Linked DNA regions of Callithrix jacchus: region 2 is linked to region 1. A link is a contact called in public Hi-C data. All regions are on one chromosome and are shown on one strand. Each heading gives the region's core, a stretch centred on a gene start, on an enhancer-like site or on the middle of the called end of the contact. The rest is flanking DNA. Distances are from core to core; before and after follow the strand shown. Region 1 holds the start of LOC128928314. Region 2 holds the start of CHD5 (chromodomain helicase DNA binding protein 5).

What was found. A called contact is a pair of places that touch in the nucleus more often than the background predicts.
Region 2: a contact with region 1 is called in a Hi-C map of skeletal muscle, with 2.6 times the contacts expected there. The contact joins the promoter of CHD5 here to the promoter of LOC128928314 in region 1. A contact is called at or near these places in 2 of 3 Hi-C or Micro-C datasets (induced pluripotent stem cells and skeletal muscle).

What each region holds. Positions count from the first base shown.
Region 1 is chr7:43,936,151-43,940,114 of calJac240_pri, reverse strand. LOC128928314 reads right to left here and starts at 2,434. Exons shown (of 4, transcript XM_078330235.1): 1 at 2,176-2,434. The coding sequence starts at 2,335. The region is part of intron 2 of KCNAB2 (voltage-gated potassium channel subunit beta-2); the gene reads right to left.
Region 2 is chr7:44,071,711-44,075,257 of calJac240_pri, reverse strand. CHD5 (chromodomain helicase DNA binding protein 5) reads left to right here and starts at 1,425. Exons shown (of 41, transcript XM_078330184.1): 1 at 1,425-1,802. The coding sequence starts at 1,724.

The DNA.
Region 1 (3,964 bases), core at 1,185-3,684:
CAGGCTCATCTTAGGAAGTGAGGCTCTGGGAACCCACAGGCAGCAGCTCCAGCTCCCCCTCCCTGCCTGCTGGTGGCCACTCCCTTCCCTCCATGTGCACGGCAGGCAGCTGCTTCTGAGGTGGCTGTGTGGCCTGCGGCCAGCCCTGTGTGGGGCAAATGGAGGCCAGCCCTTGCTTCCCTGAGGTCTGTGTTTAGAAAGAAGGCCAATTGGGCAGGCTGCAGCCGCAGGGCTCTTTCTGAAAGGCAGGTCCAGCCTCAGACGTGCAAGCTCCCTGCCTGGCCCGATGAGGCTGAGATCAATAGCCATTAGCTTTTAAGATATTACCCACAAAAAGCAACCCGGGTCTGGTTTGGACCTGGAAATACAGCCAAGGCCCTAGGGCAGGAGGACAGGGTGGCTGAGTGCCCAGCTTCTGGACAGAGGCAGCTCTGGTTGTCATCTGCTCATGGCGTGACCCAGGCAGGTACCTTGACCACTTCCAGCTTCAGCCTCCACATCTATGAGGTGGGTACAACGCCTGTTGTACCAGGCTGCTGTGGGCTGTGTGAGATGACACTTTGGATAACCGGGTGGGAGCTGGTGAAGCTGCCAGGAGCGAGTCTTGTAGGGGGTGTGGGATGACACCAATTATGATAAATGCCATGGAGAGAAAACTCCACCACCAGGGGCCAGCAGGAAGGCTGGAAGGAACTTGTGACCACAGGCTTGAGTTAGAGGAGTGAGCCACACAGATACCAAATCTCCCCAGAAAATGCTTAAGGGAGAGAACACAGAGGTGAATAATCACCCCCTCCTGCAGAGAATGTGCACCTTCCCGGCAAGATGGTGAGGGGCCAAGTTTGGGGATGTGGGTGGGAGTAACCAATGCCCAGGCTCCAAAAGGCCAACCAGGGCTCCACCTGGGCATTTCCTGGCAGTGCCGGGCGGCAGTTGGTGGGGGTGGGACTGGCTTCCTGCCTCAGGCCCACCGGCTCTTTGCAAGTGGCCCTCTCTTGTATGTGTGGGGCTCCCACACCAGGACTTGCATCCTCCTGCACAGTGGGGGCTCCCCGTGGTCCTGAGAGGTCATGACTCTGGGAGGGCTGCCACGGGGGAAGAAAGATGTGTGCATGCCAAAGGCCAAGAGGCTCTGCCCATTACCAGCGGTGCCCGGGAACAGAGGACAAAGGCCGGCTCCTCTGGACTCTCTCACACCGGGGTTCCATTCCTGGTTTTCAGCGAAGGTGACTCTAACAGCATCAGGTCCCTGGATGAAGGGCCCCCGTGAGACACTGCAGGGAGGAGGAAGTGGCCCCAGTGCCGGGTGCCTGCCTCGGGAACCCCACTTTTCCTGAACTCAAGAGTGCAGTGACCCCTGACCTGATTCAAAATATCCCAGAATCCAGCTTCTTTCCAGAGTGAGGGTCTCTGAGCCCTGACACTCCCTCACCATCCTGGTACCAAGCAAAATGAGCCCCTCCTCAATAGCCATGGCTAATTATGTGGCCGCTACAAGTTCTTTCCTGGGCTGGGCCTGCCCTGTGCAGATCTATTCCTGTAGATCAGAGGCCCAGGGGGATTCAGGTGAATTAACACTGTGACACGGAAAAATGAAAGAAAGATGTTGACCTCATTAAGTCAGTAGGAATCACTACCTCCTCTCAGACTCCTCTACCTGGAATTTCTGAATCGTTTTGTTTACTGAAAGCCAAGAAAGCACAAATTGTGAGACTGAGAAGGAATCCGGACTGTCACTTCTGCATGGTGACACCTGTCCAGAGAGCAGAGAGCCCAACCAAAGTTCTCAAAAGCGGAAACTGAAGGGGAGCTGCTACCATTCCGGGGTGCGGCTCTACAATGCACGGCATTGCATCAGTGCAAACACAAAGGAATTTGCGCCCAAGGACAATCAGCAAACCGACGCCCAAACAAGCACCCCCGGCTCCCTTGGCACGTGCTTCCTGCACAGACAAGACCGAACCTCCCCGACCGCGCTCTGGGCAAAATTGGAAAATGCTAAATCTTAATCAACGGTGAATACAACGAGGTGGGAGCTAGATGGCTGAGTCTCCAGCAGACGGGGAAACAGCCAGCCTGGGGCAGGTCTGGGCTGCAAGCAGGCTCAAGCGAGAGATGCTGCCCGGCTGAAGCCACCGCCCACCACCCCATCCATCACAGTCATTCCAGGTTTACCTCGGGCTGTCTCTTTTTTGAGGTCTTCTGCTTTGAAAAAACACAGAGGGTCTAATTTCAGATTAGCCAAAAGCATCCCAAAATATTGTCTCCTCTTATTCTCATTCCCGGGGATTCGAACCCCCGAGCAGCACCTCCCCTGGGAAGGTAGCGGCTGCATCCAGTCCTGGGGCTGAAGGGAGGACTCACCTGCCTTCCTGGGGGCGTCTGCTTGTTAAAAAGGCCACAGTCTAGTTTATTAGGGATCACTAGACGCTCTAAGGATCTGGCACGCAGCTTTTTCATTAGGGAGTGTCACTGCAGGACGTCAGAAGCAATTGGTGAATGAGATGAGTCCCACCAGAGTCGTGTTTTGAGGCAGCGAGTCCATTAGTTCTATTAGGGCGTTTTCATCTCAGCGAAAGAGGCTGAATTATTCATGAGCGCCTCTTCCCCTAAAAGCTCGGAAAGTGCAGTTCCGTGCTGCAACCTGGCAAAGCCCCCTCCTGGTGCGCAGAGTTGGGGTGCAGCCCAAGGCGGGGGTTCCTGCCAGTCCCCCAACCTGGCAAGGCCCACTCCTAGTGTGCAGAGTTGGGGTACAGGCCAAGGTGGGGGTCCTGCCAGTCCCTCAGGCCTACCCTTGCTGCCTCCACCAACCCTGTGTGCCAGAAACACAAAGCCTTGGACCCACAGGTCAAAAGGGGCAGGACTTACTCTTTGGTACTTTAGCGTGGGACACAGAGCCTGCAGCTTCTGCACCCCACTCAATTCTAAACTGTGCAGCAGGGTGGCTGGGGGCTTCGTGGTATGGGACCACCACTCACAGCCCAAGGGCGTCTGCAGAGGCCTCTGTTCAGCTCACGAGGACATTCTTCCTCTCCTCACCAGGGCACACCCCAGATTGGCATATCTGATACTGCCAGTACCATACATGGCAGGAGGGCCCCAGAACCTGCTATGTGGATGCCACACTGCTGCTTACTCCAGGCAGAGACAGAGGAGCCCTTCTCCACAGCACATGTCCTGACCTGGCGTTTGGGAAATACTTTGAGACCACGCCAAACAAGGCTGAGCTCTGGGATGAGGCTAAGTGCTGAGCCGCAACCCCAGGGTCACAACCCCTAGGGTCACTGTGTGTCACAGGATGCCAGCAAAGTCCCAGCAGGACATCATCTTCTGGCTGATAAATTGAAACAATGAATGTGGGATTTTGAATGGAGGCAGAACTATCTCCCCCCATGACAAATGAGCAAAGAGTGGTGGCTGCCATGGGGGAAGGTGCGGGACAGGAAATCAGCACCCTAGATGCAGGGTGAAAGGTAAATGAAGTGGGAGGCTGGGAAAGGATGCGGAGTCCAGAGGTGTCTGGCTGTGGGTGACTAGCTGGGAAGGGCTTGGCGACTGAATTGGATGGACTGCCCCCAAAGGCCCAAGCCCACTCTGTGAGTTCCTCATGTCACCCTGGTCGGGGTGGCCTGCACCTCACATGCTCCGAAAGAGGCCCTCTCTTTCCCTGGGTCTGCTGCTCCTCTCTGGCCCTCTCTGTCTCAGCATCTGCCCATCAGCGGCCAGCCCGGTGGTTGCGATGTCCTTTTCTCAGGTCCTGTACCCCTTCATTCTCTCTGCAGTTCCGGTAGCTCAGTCCTTCTGCACCTTTCCTGGACATCAGTCTCCTTGCATCCGCCTCTCTCCCGTCTTACTTCCTGCTACCGGGCTTCCTTCCCAGAGCAGATCTCTGACTCCTGCCCTGCTCAAACACCATAGATGGCTCCCCAGTGCCCTCTGAATGCATCCGAGCCCTGTAGCTTGG
Region 2 (3,547 bases), core at 176-2,675, 140 kb before region 1:
GGTTTCCTGGCCTGCTTCCCTGCAGAGGGTTCCTTTCCCCTTGCGGGCAGCCAGCACTGGGCTAATCTATCTACAGCGTGGTTAAAGGGTGTCTGGGAGATGGAGGGGTTCCCAACACCCTAGTCTTTGGTTCTAGAAGACTGGACCGACCTCTCTTTGCCCAGGAATGAATGCAGAGGGTCTTTTGTTTGGAGCTTGCTGGCAATTAAATTGGATGGGAAGAACCGGAGAACTGCTCCCTTCTCTCTGCCCTTCCCCAGCCATCCTTTGCCTCTGGCCAGTGGCCTGGACTCACGGTGGCTTGGGTTGTGGTGACCTCCCGAAGAGGTCTTGCACTGGGGACCCTTGGCCGAGTGGGCACAACTCGCCCGGCTCTACAAAGATGGCAGGACAGGGAGAGATGCCAGCATAACAGGGGCAGCGGTTAGAGCTGGTCTGGATGGGGCTCCAGCGGAGACTTCCTCCCTGCTCTTGGCTCCCCAAGCCCAGCTGATCTCGCTGGTCTCAGGTGGTTCCCCCAATGCCCCTGCGAGGCAGTGAGAGAGGGAGTCCCTCTGGGGTTAGAGAGCTGGCGGCCGGCCGGCCCCTGGAACTTTGCGTTCTTAAGGTAGCTCTAAGACTTGCCGCCGCGGAGACTGAAGGCGCTCATTTAAAATTCCAGTCTTGCTCCCGAGGGCTTTGGCCTCCATCTTCACCTTTAACGACCGAGGACTGGTGGCGGCGGTCCCTTTCGCTCCGAGACAGGTGTCGCTTCTGAGCGGGAATTTTGGGCACAGACGACGCAGATCCGCACTGCCGGCAGGGCTCTGCATGGCTTTGAGCTGGACCCAGCCTGGAGGGGCTTTTTGGAAGATGGCACGTGGGCGGTGGGAGCGGGGAAGCGGGTGAGGGGAGCCCGCCTGCGCGGATTTTTCTGCAGTAACCAGACCCACAGTCTCCGTCCTTTCCTCAAGTGTGGAACACGTTTTTCTTATAATCCTCTTTGGAGAGGAGGTCAGGAACGTACCGAGGCCGGAGCCGGGTGCGGGGCGGGTCCCTGCGCGTGTGAACCCAGTGGGGAGCGGGCGGCGAGCTGCCCTGGACACCCCTCCGCGCCGTTGGGGGACCCGGGACCTGGAGGGCGGAGGCTGCTTGCCCTGCCAGGGGTGCGCGGGGGCGGCGTTTCCCCGCCTCTCCCTGTGCCCGGGCTCGCCCAGCCCAGGCTGCCCGCTCGGCCGTCGGGTCCCCGGGCGCGCGGACGCCTCGACGGCTCCCCCTGCCGGGGCGCCCCCCCTCCCGGTCCCCACCCTAGACCAGCGGCTCAGGACTAGTCTCCCAACTTGTTCTTTGCTGTTAACTAGTCGCGCTGCCGGAACGATGGGATGGGGTTGCCACAGCAACCAGACTGGACGTCACAATCCGGGCATGTGTGCCGCCCCCCCGCCGTGCCGCCGTGCCTCCGGCGCTGCCGCCGCCACCCTCGGCCGGCTGCGGGACTCGGGCTGCGGGGCGCGGTGGGCGGAGCGCCCGGGCTTTGCGCGGAGCGGGCTAAGGCGGCCAAGAGCAAGGGGGGTCGAGACAGGGGGGTTGGAGGTTTGGGGGGCGGGGGGGGCAGACGGCCGCCATCTTCTCGCCGAGGCCGCCTCGCCCGCCGCGCGCGCCCGTCCGGCAGCGCACGGGTTAAGGCTGGCACCGCGCCCGGCGGGAGGGGGGGAGCCCACCTCCCCTTCTTTCCGCGCCGGGCATGCGGGGCCCACTGGGCACCGAGGAGGAGCTACCGCGGCTGTTCGCCGAGGAGATGGAGAACGAGGACGAGATGTCAGGTGAGCGGGGCGCGGGTGCGCCCGGGGCCAGAGCGGCAGGGGCGCCGAGGCGGGCCGGGCCGGGGGCCGGAGCGCGGGCTGCAGGGGCGGTGCGGCCGGGCTGGCACCGCTCAGGAGGGGTGCAGGGGCTGCAGGGCTGCGCTCCCGCCCGACTGGGGCCGCGCGGCCAAGGGCGCGGGCAGGGTGAGCGCCCGGGCACGGCGTGCGGGCGGCCAAGGGCGGGGTGCGATCCGGGCGCCCCGGGCGGCGACGCGGGCCAGGCGGGCCGGAGGATGGCGGGCGGGGCCTGCGCTGGGCGCCCGGGCCGGGAGGGGTCGCAGCGCTGCCGGGGTCGGCCCGCGTGCCCTTGAAGGGGGCGGGAATCGCGGTGGCTCCTGGAGCGGCGCACTCCGCGCTCGCGTCTCAACGCCGCGCGCCTCTGGCCTCGCCGCGGACAGGCGGCACCCAGCCCCTGGCCCATCTCGGCCGCGGGGCGGGCTGGGTGGGGCCCAGAGCGGAGTGAGGACTGGCGGTGCTTGAGGACACGGCGAGCGCCCAGGATGGGACGGCTTCCCTCCCGGCCCAGGAGGGTTCCACGCTGGGGCGCACCGGCTCGGACCTCTGCTCCTCTTCCCTGGCCTCTGGGCGCTGTGACCGCCGCTCCCAAGCACTTTACCCGGGCCGCCGGCGTCCTCCTGGCGCGCCCTGGCGCCCGCCGCTGTCTCCAGCACCCCCATTGCCCAGGGTGGTGGCGTTCCCTGCCTTGGCTACAGGCCTGACACCCCAGGGCCACCGCCCCTGCCCTTGCCATCTCTCTCCTTTTTTCTCTCAGAATTTAGCATACACGGGGCCGTGGGCCAGGGGTTGCCTTGTAGGACAGTTCTTGAGTTAACAGCTCACCATTTGTTTGGGATGTTTTCCCTCCCGGCACAGCTGGGCAGAGCCCCACCCTGTCAGCCACCCTGCCTCCTTTCTGGGAGACTCTTACTTCTCGGCTTCCCTACACCAAGTGTATGGCCTCTCTGGACTTCGGAGAGACTTGTGGGAGGCTGGAGGCTCTCCTGGGCCCAGGAATGTGCCTCTGGCCCCTCTGACTTCCAGGGGTGAGAAGATTCCACAAATGGACACCTCCAGCTCCTGTTGGAGGAAGCAGCTCAGAGTCTTCTCTGGAGGGTATTCCTACCAGGTGGCCACGCCCCCTGCCCCCTCCTGTTTGCTTGCTAGGTTCCTTGGTGGCTTTAATGCCGTGACCAGGCCCCTACAGGAGCCTGGCACTCACCTTGCCTGTCAGTCAGGCCAAGTTGGCAGGGAGCGTGCTGGGACCTGGGGAATAGGGGAGTCCTTACTTGGGGTGGGGTTGCCAGGACAGTGGTTGTCTGTCATATCCTCAGTCCTAGGAATCAGACCCATTCTCTGGAGGGGAAGACTCAGGCCCAGCACAGGCACCAAAATGAGTGGACACTTTCCACCCAGGAGGCTGGCTCCCTAGTAAGCCAGTTCACTGGTTTCCTCAGGAAGTTGTTTGTTGTGGTGTTTGGGGTGTGGCCCTTTTGTGGCATCGATGGCATTTCTGGGGCTGCACCCACCCCCCTGGTGGAGTCCCCTGGCTATCTTTCCCATCTCACACTCTGGCTCTCCCTGACTGTGTTGGATATAGAGGTTGGGAAAGGAAGGAGGCCAGGGAAGGTACCCCCAGTCTCATAGGCAGCCCCCTCACTGCTTGGGCCAGATAGGTGGGGCCCTGGTCATCCTGCCCACCACCCATT